Regions from separate parts of the Sus scrofa genome. Here region 1 is linked to region 2. A link is a contact called in public Hi-C data. All regions are on one chromosome and are shown on one strand. The core of a region is the stretch at or near the end of the contact, and the rest is flanking DNA. Distances in the headings are between cores, read along the strand shown.

Region 1 (5,296 bases), core at 650-3,149, 56 kb before region 2:
CATTCTGGGTTTTCCGGTGCTGCGTTGTTTCTTGCTCTTACAGGTTAGAATTATTGAGAGGATTTTTTTTTTTTTTTTTTTTTTTTTTTACTTTTTAGGGTCACACCTGTGGCATTTCGAGGTTCCCAGGCTAGGGGTCAAACTGGAGCTGCAGCTGCCGGCCAATGCCACAGCCACCGCCACGCCAGATCCCAGCAGCATCTGTGACCTACCCTGCAGCAGCTCACGGCAATGCCAAATTGTAAACCCGCTGAGCAAGGCCAGGGATCGAACCTGCATCCTCACGGATTCAGGTTGGATTCATTTCTGCTGTGCCACAATGGGAACTCCCGCACTGAGCACTTATGATGAGCTAGGCGTTGAGTGTTCAATGAACATTATAGACATGATCCTTGCACTCAGAGACCTTACAGGCTAATGCGGGAGATACACATGAAATAGGCAAAGCGAGCAATTTTCAGAATTATGTGTGGTGAAGAGCCTAAAACAACTTGTGTGGCCAGAGGTAGTAATTTGAGGAGGATAACGGAAGGAGAAGAGATTGGAGAATTAAACTGAAATCTCATCCTTTTTGGCCCTGTACACCATGTAAGGATGTTTTATTTTCTATTAAATGCAATGGAAAACCAATGAAGGCTTTAAAGCACGTTTAAAAGTTCTCTCTGCCCTTGTGCGAAGCACAGGAAGAAGGAGCAAGAGACAAGGAGTGGATAGAGCTTAGGAGCTCAGTTGCAATTGTCCGTTCCGGATGGTGGGTGCTTAGAGACAGAGAGAGTCAGACAGATTTGAGAAATCTTTTCAAAGTGGTTTCAGTAGTATCGTGATAAGAGGTTGGCTGTTATGAGCAAAGGGGAGGGAGCTTGCAAAGAGGCCCCCAGGTTCGTGGTTTTAGCAAATGGATAGGTAGCGGTTTTATTTATTTTGACAAGGAAGGTGGGAGGAGGAGGATGATCAGGCATTGGGTTTGGGGACAGGTTACATCTGAGCTGCCTCTGAGATAGCTGAGTTGGCAGTTGGATATCAAATCTAGAGCTCAAGAAAAAAGGTCTGGGAGTTCCCGTCGTGGCGCAGTGGTTAACGAATCCGACTAGGAACCATGAGGTTGTGGGTTCGATCCCTGCCCTTGCTCAGTGGGTTAACGATCCGGCGTTGCCGTGAGCTGTGGTGTAGGTTGCAGACGCGGCTCGGATCCTGCGTTGCTGTGGCTCTGGCGTAGGCCAGTGGCTACAGCACCGATTCAACCCCTAGCCTGGGAACCTCCATATGCCGCGGGAGCGGTCCAAGAAATAGCAACAACAACAACAACAACAAAGACCAAAAAGACCAAAAAAGACAAAAAAAAAAAAAAAAAAAAAAAAAGAAAAAAGAAAAAAGGTCTGGCCTGGAGATAAAAAGTATGAGAGTAAATAGGAGTTCCTGTCATGGCGCAATGGAAATGACTGCAACTAGCATCCATGAGGATGCGGGTTTGATCCCTGGCCTGGCTCAGTGGGTTGAGGATCTGGGTTGCTGTGAGCTGTGGTATAGGTTGTAGACGTGGCTTGGATCCCAAGTGGCTGTGGCTGTGGTGGAGGCCGAGGCTGCAGCTTTAATTCAACCCCTAGCCTGGGAAGCTCCATATGCTGCGGGTGTGGTCCTAAAAAGACCAAAAAAAAAGAAAAAGAAAAAAGAAAAAGGCAAAAAATAAAAATAAAAAATATGAGCGTTAACAGCATTTTAACTGTTATGTAAATATGTGATGTGTAAAGCCATAGGACCAGGTAATGAGATCACTGTCGGGGGTTGGGGGGGTGGCAGGGATGTAGAGAGAGATGAGCCATCAGCTCCAGAAGGGTGCTGAGTGTCTCTAATAATAGAAGCCGAGGAGGAGAAGAAGAGCTGCCAGTGAGACTCACTTTCACCTACGTTTAGGAGCGAGGAGGGGACAGCATGGTTGGCAGAAAAGCCAAGAGGAGAGTGTCTCAGTAATGGTGCAAGCAGCTTTGTTGGATGCCAAATGCTGCTGGGAGGTCAAGTTGAGGTTTGGAAAGCAGCTATTGGATTTGGCATTATCACCATGGTGGTGCGCAAGCTGAGCCCCAACCACCCAGAAAACCTACTGTGGGCACCGCCTTCCAGTTCTGTGTTTTGCGATGACACATTGAGAGTCTGAAGTCAGCCAAGCTGGGAGCATTTACAACGCGGAAGCTGACAAACACTACGATATTCTTTTCCCCTGGGGAGCCAGTTGTTAAACCTGGACCAGGGTGCCACCGGCAATGTGATGTCATTTATAATCCAATGAAGGGGAAAACAGCCTTCTTGGCTCTTTCTGGTCCCATCAGAAAGTTTTGGGAACATTTTTCGTGGAAATGAATTCTCTTCAAAGAAACCAGCTGAGTGTCTGAACGGCCTTTGAAGTGGGCGTTTACTTTTGCCACAGGACTCATTACAGTCTTAGCCTTTTAGTCACTAACCTTCACAAATGTGATGCAGACCGACAGGAAAAGAATTCAGTGTGGTCATATGAAGAATTCCTTCCAACTCTGAGATGCTATAATTCTGCAAGAAATTCCAGGAAGCATAGCAGTAAACCACATTTCGTTGACTCTTGGATTTATTTACTTGGTAAAAATAATCATTAGAAGACTCCAGAATTCAGGGGCTAGGAGATAATAGTCCCCCATCTTTCTTTTTCGTTAAAAAAGAATCTTGGTATTCTATGAAAATGTAGATAAGGAAATTAACTGGAAGGTAGAAAGTTTGATATTTTCAATATCATGACAACTGATTTAGATTGTTAGATAATCAGGCTAATTATTAGATAGTCAGATGTTAAGATAAAATTATGTAGAGAACCATACTTCTGACATTATTTTCATTCTAGACATGTAGCCACAGACTAGATCCTTTTCGCGTCTAAGAGGGAACCAAAGACCGAACTGAATGCGTTGCAGAGCCTTGGATTCACCCAAGAAGTCAGCCTGCGAACTGAGTCCAGGCAGCTCTGAAAGCCTGTTCTTTGACACAGCTTTACTCCAAACACATACCAACGACAGAGGAAATTTATCAAGCTTTACAAACTAAATAAACACTTCTGTGGCCCAGAATTGGGCCAGAAATACAAAGCTCATGCTGAGCAGAAGCCACAAGCTTAGCAGGCCCTAGGTCTGGAACCAGGCAATGTTAGCTGGAGTTTGGCTCTTCCAAGGTCCATTAAAATAAAAGAGTTCCCTGCTGAGATGGGAGACCAAAGCCAGGTTCACTGTTTGAAGCCCGAGGCAGAGGCAGGCTCCTCCTAGGCCTGAAAAGAGGGTGCAAAGAAGTTATTTCTGCCCGAGGCTACAGCTTTTAGCAAATTGTGGACTTAGAGGAGAGAGAGGACTCAGGTATAACTTTGGAAAGGGAGCAGTCCATTGCCTGGCTGGGTGCCTGGATCTGTGCTTCCTCAGTCCCTGGGGGCTGGATCTCTGAAGCTCTGTTAGTAGATCTAGGTCTGAATTAGAGTCCGCGGCACCAAGTGCAGAATGAGGGCAACCACACAACCAACCAGACGAAGGAGAAAGCACGCTGGGAGTAGAGGAAAGAAGAGAAAGAGAGACGGAGACAGAGGGAAGGCAAGCTTGTCTCAAAATGAGCCCTTCCACCAAAATCCAGTTCTGAGAAAGCCTAGCAAACAAAAACAATACGAACTCATTACTGTTGAAACTAACTTTATGGAACCATCTGAGAAAAAGTTTCAATTTGTTTAAACCCTTCCCACGGAGTTCCCATCATGGTTCAGCGGAAACGTGCATGTCTAGGGTCCACGAGGATGTGGGTTCAATCCCTGGCCTCGCTCAGTGGATTAAGGATCCAGCGTAGCCGTGAGCTGCCATGCAGGTAGCAGATGCGGCTCGGATCCTGCGTGGCTGTGGCTGTGGTGTAGGCTGGCAGCTGTAGCTTTGATTTGCCCCCTAGCCTGGGAACTTCCATGTGCTGCAGGTGTAGCCCTAAAAAGAGAAAAAGAAGAAAAAAAGAGATCGAGAGGGGAAAGAAAATTGTTTAGAATGCTCAGAGAGATATATGAAGGAATAACTTCCATTTAAAAAAGAGCAAGACATTATGAGAAAAATGCCAGCATAAATGAAATCAGAGTGGATGGAGACTGAAAGGAACTAGAAACCTTAGAAATGAAGAATCCGAGTTGTTAAAATAAAAATCCAACAGATAAGATAAGCTCTAGACTGGGAATGGTGAAAAAGCAAGTGAATGAGTTGAAGGCTGAGGATTTCACCCAGGAAACAGGACAGAGAAAAAGATGTTTTTTAAAAAATATGAGAGAGCAATTAAGAGACAGAGAGGATTAATCAAGAGCTTTCAATATAATGTCTACGAGGAGTTCCAGAAAATGAGGATCAAGTGAATTGTGGCGAAGCCCTGTCTGAAGAGATAACAGCTAAGAATTTTCCATGGTTAGAGAAAGAGGTGCCATCTCAGGCTGAAGAGTCATATAAAGTGCCAAGCAGGATAAACATAAATCCACACATCTTAGTGAAACTCTGTGACATCAGAGATTAATAGAGAACTTAAAAATTACTAGCGAGTATACATGTAAGGATAACTTGATCCCCTTCCTGTATAGTGGGAAAAAATAAATTTAAAAAATTATTAGTGAGGAAAGACATATCACCTTCATAGGAATGAGAATTTGACTGATAGCCGACTTTTCATGTGTAGAAACTGATGCCGGAAGACAATAAGGTAATATCTTTAAGCCCTAAGGGGAAATGGCTGAGAATATTTAAAAAAAAAAAAAATTTTTGGCTGCACCCATGGCATGTGGGAAGTTCCCAGGCTAGGGAGAGAACCCACACCACAGCAGTGACCCAGGCCACTGCAGTGGCAATGGCAGATCCTTAACCTGCTATACCACAAGGGAACTCCTAAAAATCTTATATCTCCTTAAACTATTATTTAACAGTGCGGGTGAAAGACATTTTCAAGAAGATAGTGATTAAAATATTTCCACTCAGATACCCTCATGAAAATAACTAGCAAGAAAGTATTTTAGAAGTTCCTGTTGTGGTTCAGTGGAAACGAACCCAACTAGGAACCATAATTTCGGGTTCAATCCCTGGCCTCACTCATTGGGTTAAGGCTCTGGCGCTGTCATGAGTTGTGGTGTTGGTTGCAGACGAGGCTCGGATCCTGCTTGGCCAGCAGCTACAGCTCCAATTTGACCTCTAGCCTGGGAATCTCCATATGCTGTGGGTGAGGCCCTAAAAAAAGGCAAAAAAAAAAAAAAATGTATTTTAGCAAAAAAAAAAGGGAACAG
Region 2 (5,203 bases), core at 2,691-5,190:
ACGAACCTGACTAGTATCCATGAGGATGTGAGTTTGATCCCTGGCCTGGCTCAGTGGTTTAAGGATCCAGTGTTGTCCTGAGCTGTGGTGTAGGTTGCAGATGTGGCTCAGTTTCGACGTTGCTGTGGCTGTGGTGTAGTCTGGCAGCTGCAGCTCCAATTCAGCCCCTAGCCTGGGAACTTCCATATACCACAGGTATGGCCCTAAAAGGCAAAAAAAAAAGGTGATTTCTCTCTCTCCCTTTTTTTTTGGGGTGGGGGGAGGTTATGCATACCATGGCTGCCACAACTGTGGTATGCAGAAGTTCCAGAGGCCAGGGATCAAACCTATGCCACAGCAGTGACCTGAGCCACTGCAGCGCCAACTCTGGATCCTTAACACTTAGGCCACTAGGAAACTCTCTGATTTCTCTTTTTCTGGTTGGACCTTGACACATCATATATGTTTCCCTCTTTTGCCCTGCTGTCAATTTGTAATGCCCAGATATGTGAATTAACAACTATATCCCACTGCTTCCTGGTGACAACAGGAAGGAGGAGTTGGGTTTATGGAGTTCTGCAGATCTATTTTTTGTCTTTTTTAGAGCCACACCTGCAGCATATGGAGGTTCCTGGGCTAGGGGTCTAATCGGAGCTGTAGCAGCTGACCTACACCATAGCCATAGCAATGCAGGATCCAAGCTGTATCTGTGACCTATATCACAGCTCACGGCAACACCAGATCCTTAACCCACTGAGTGAGGTCAGGGATCAAACCTGCAACCTCGTGGTTCCTAGTCAGATTCGTTTCCGCTGTGCCATGACGGGAACTCCCTGCTGATCTTTCAGACCTCTCTTATTTAGTGATTAGAACCATGACTCTGGAATGAGACAGGCCTGGTGTAGATCTCTAGCTCCTGCATCACTTGCTAGCTTTTCTGTCATTCCCAAGTTATACAAGATATCTCTAAAGGTGTTTCAAAGATATGGAAATGATATCTTATCAAAGATGTGGAAATGAACTTATCAAAGATGTGGAAATGATACTTATCAAAGATGTGGAAATGATACTCTATTTCATGTGGTTATAATGATTGAATTGAATAATATGCTCAAAGTACTCTGGAAGGTATTTTACACATTGTGAGTTCTGTAAAAGAGGCAATTATTAATTACAATGTCTCCCTCCTCCTTTTTTAAATAAGCCTTTGCAGTTGGTATTACTCATATCAGGAGGCACACATGAAGTGAGGACAAGCATTTGCTGGTGTTTTATCCTCAGAGGGTGCTATGCCAAGTCCATCAATTGCAGGGTCGGGATGTATCAGCTGGGCTGAAAGGGGATGGAGTGAAATGTTTGTGTGTTACTATACGTGAAACTCTGCTGTGACTCTCATCTGCTTTGGACCCTGTTCAATATTGAACTGATACTTATTCTGGGGTAAGATAGAGCAAGGTAAGAGTGGGCTGGTTGTTATCAATATTAACTGACGGATTAATTCTGCTCTTAGGCCAGAACTGGAGGCTTCCTTGGACCAGGCTTAAAGACTCTTGCCTTAATCTTTTCACTCTCTTATCTCTCTGTCCTTTCCTGCCCTGTTTCCTTTCTGAAAGGTCAAAATAATTCCCAGCAACTTCCTAAAACTTTTTCTGATTATTTCAAACACACTGTGCTTGCAGTGGTATACATCAAGTCTCTGGGCCCCCCAGCAAAATTTCACAAAAGAGACCTCCTCGAGGCTCTTTATGCAAAGAACACCCTGCCATGCAGCCTGTAGCACTCATGTTTTGCAGAAGCACTTCAAGCACTGTGGGGCTGCTGGGGCTGCGCCTTTCTTTGGCTTGAGACCGGTTTCATTAACAAGCATGTTCACACTTCAACCGGAACATTTAAAATAACACCCACACAATGTGTTTAGTGTCTAGTTAATTATTAAGTCTCTGAGCTTGAATTATTCAAGCAAAATTGATTGGGTTCAACCTTCCTACTTCTCTTTGTGCCTTTTTTTTTTTTTTTGAAATAAAGTAAGTTCTCCCTTTACTGTCTAAATAATGTGGAAAAGGTTATTAAGCAACCATCAATACCCTAGACTGTGGGTGGCTCCTGAGTGCTAACAGCATAGGTGGCAAGGACCAGCAGCGTGACTCTTTTGTTAACGTATCTGTATCTCATATATATTCACTGTTAATTAGCATTTATTGTGATCTAATATGGCTTAGGTTCTCTCTTAAACTCTTCTTTAGAGTTATTTACACGTTGGACAAGTAGGTATCTTGGAGCCAGCTCTGTGGTGTCAAAGCAGAGAAATCGCTTCTTTCTTTGTTACCCGACCTCATGGTCAAGTGAAAGGGTAAAAGCATTTTGGCTTCACTGTTAAAAACCATGCTGTTGAAGAATAAGGGCTGACCAGAAAACAGGCTCATTATATATTAAGTGAAAACAGGAGGCTCTAAAACTGTCTTTTATTGTGTAACACTTTTATTAAAATTCATAGGAAAAAGACTTTAATAAACACCAAAATATCATGTGTGTTAGGATTAAACTTTTTGCTTTTCTACTACTTTTGTAACTAGCCAACACACACATGTAAAGATGTTCTGCCTAGAAATGATCCATCTTTTGTCTGAGGCTATGTAAATATCTCTCTTGTGTTAAGAGCTTGTTGGAAAAAGAATGCTGTGCATTTAAGCCACACCAAGTGTAGATTTCACAAAAGATTCACAATGTTTTGTGAATGACAGCAATTTGAATAATTAATGTTAGGTTTTATTTTTAGACTTCTAGACCCTGATTTCTAGTTCTTCTTCAGCTTCCCTATGGGCAATTGTGGGCATGAACATAGTAAACCTAACTGCCTCACGGGTGTAGGAAAGGAATATAAAATAAATGTATTTTGGACAAAAATTATGGAGGAGATGGCAGTTTTGAGAAGGAAATGACAGATATGCAGTGACCCAGTTTAAGGATACATTTAAATGTGGGCTCTTCCATGAAAAATTTGTAGAGCGTTCTCTCCTAAAATCGAGATTCAAAAAACCTGGAAGGTCCTAATTGCATCAGGAACTGTACCTGATGAATGACCTGCCTTTGCTGCCGGGTTTCTGTGCTGTGCCGTGGGGTTACGTGCGCGCCCACGAACAGGGGATGGAGATTTGACGATAGGGGACTATCTGACTCCCCTTCATTGGCTGAATGCCTCGTAGGTGGTAACCTTCGCTGGGAATAAACAGGCAGCCGCTAGAATAGTTGTGGAGAGAAAACACTGTGCTCTACAGAGGGAAACTTTTGGGAACAGACTAGGGAATTCTACTCTCGCGCACACACTCAGGACTTGGAGGGTAGCGCATACAAGTCTGTCATTGTATTTGTCCTGGGTAATGACACAAGAGGTGGTGCAATTAGACACCAAGGAAATCATTACTTCGGAATGCTTGCGAACTGAATTTGGGGGGCGAGAGGTGAGCAGGTAGAGATGGTGAGAAAGACACGGTCTTTTACGGAGGTGTTGAAAGCCTTATGCTGTCAGCTTCTGCGTCCCCTTAGCAAACGCGCCAGTCAGGTGGTGCCTCCGAGGACCAGGAGGAAGCCCCGCTTCGCGATCCGTACGAACCAGAAGCCTCGAGGAACCGGGAGCAGCAGCGCGGCGGTGGCGCAGTTCCCAGCCCGCGCCCGGGTCCTCCCGCCTCCAGACCGTCCGCTCCCGCCGCCGCCGCCGCCGCCGCGGCCTCGCTAGTCCTCCCGTATCCCTGCATTCCACGTTGCGGCTGCCGCAGCCTGGGCTGCCGAGGCGTCCCCACCCTCCCCTCGGGGTGGTGCAGGCGCCCGCGCCCCCGCCCCCACCCGCCCAGGGCCTGGGCTCGGCTCTGCGCGGCCGCAGGACCGGACCCCGCCGCGCCGGCTGGGCTCGGGCGGGGGCGGGGCGGGGAGAGGGCGTGTGCGCGCGTGTCGGGGGAGGGGGCGGGGGCCGCCATATTGGATCCGGACTCGTCGGCGAACCTCCGCCTGCGCGCGGCGGGCCTGGAGCAGCCTCGCGGAGCCCAGGGCGCGAGCGCGAGAGGACGGGGAAGGCGGGGGAGGGGTGGAGGGAAAGGAAGGGAGTGGCTGCGAGCCGGGCTGCGGCAGCCCCTGGTCTCCTTACCAGCGGCACCAACCCCTCCTCCGGCGCCTCGGCCGCTTCCCTCCTTGCCGGGGAAAGATGCCCTTAACCCCGGGGTGTGAAGAAGGAGGAGAACTAGCTGCCGGAGCCGCCCGCGCCCTCGCCGCCGCAGCTGCTGCCGTCCGCGTCCTCTGAATCCAGAAAAGCACCTCCTCGCCCGGGCGTCGGGAGCGTCGGCGGGCGGGCGGCCGCGGTGCTGGTGAGGGGGAGACCGGGCTCTCCGCCCGGCGCGGCCCAGGCCGGCGGCCCAGCGACCACCGACATGGAGCGGGCTCGGGCGGCCGAGTAGCCGCCGCTCCCGGAGCCGGGGGCGAGTGCCGCCCGCAGCCAGTCAGGCCCCTGGGAGAAGCGGGGAGAAAAATGAAGAGTTTTCATCGTAATCCGTTGGAAATGGGACTAACTGCAAAGCCTTAGGAAGAAGGAGCTCAGGAGGAGAAAGGAAAAGCCTCCTCCGGGGAAGACTTGGCGTGCTCCGAGCCCAGGGCTGCTTCTGGGACCTCGCCACCTCCCTTTCCCGCTGGAGAAATTGCCGCTGAGGCGTTATCCCAGTGGTGGTTGGGAGGATTTGCAGCAGAATTTTTGGTTTTCCCTCCCCCTTATATACATTCTGGTTTTTTCCTCCCTTTTCGGTTTTCCTTCTGCCTGGGAAGTGAATTGCTGATGCAGATCGGACTTAATTCATTAATGATGCAACCGGATTCGTTTCAGGATTATGTTGCACGAGTTGAATTTTGAATGAAGGAGAAGAGTTTTTTTCTTTTTTCTTTTTTTCCCTTTTTTAATAAGAAGTGTTGACTCTTTGGTTCGCTGTACTTTTTAATTATTTTATTTAAATATACGACTTAATTGTATTATTCTTTGAAAAATGTATTAAATATCTATTTTATGATAACTTTCCCTCAAGATATATGTATATGTGCGAAATTGAAGACGCTTCAGTTAAGTGAGGTTCCTGGTGGGTTGGATGTTGCATTCAGCCCCGGCACTGCATGACAGTTGTTTGAATAACAAGTGGTTTATTTTTAAAACCACAGCTTTTACAATTTAGGATCAGATAATCATAGTCAA

What was found. Hi-C and Micro-C count contacts between places; a contact is called where the count stands out from the background.
Region 1: a contact with region 2 is called in a Hi-C map of embryonic fibroblasts, with 2.0 times the contacts expected there. The contact joins the enhancer-like site here to the promoter of CDC42BPA in region 2. A contact is called at or near these places in 1 of 5 promoter capture datasets (liver), 10 of 47 Hi-C or Micro-C datasets (adipocytes, alveolar macrophages, embryonic fibroblasts and 6 more) and 2 of 2 datasets of contacts at active chromatin or transcription factors (alveolar macrophages and skeletal muscle).

The regions. Positions count from the first base shown.
Region 1 is chr10:14,993,439-14,998,734 of Sscrofa11.1, reverse strand. No RefSeq gene overlaps it. Among named protein-coding and RNA genes, the nearest start is that of AHCTF1, 46 kb to the left of the region's middle. Within about 2 kb of position 1,899, at least 15 of the 83 cell types and tissues checked have an H3K27ac peak or open chromatin away from gene starts, as enhancers often do. A contact at or near this core is called in embryonic fibroblasts, where this site is marked.
Region 2 is chr10:14,939,725-14,944,927 of Sscrofa11.1, reverse strand. CDC42BPA (serine/threonine-protein kinase MRCK alpha) reads left to right here and starts at 3,940. Exons shown (of 40, transcript XR_002336229.1): 1 at 3,940-5,203.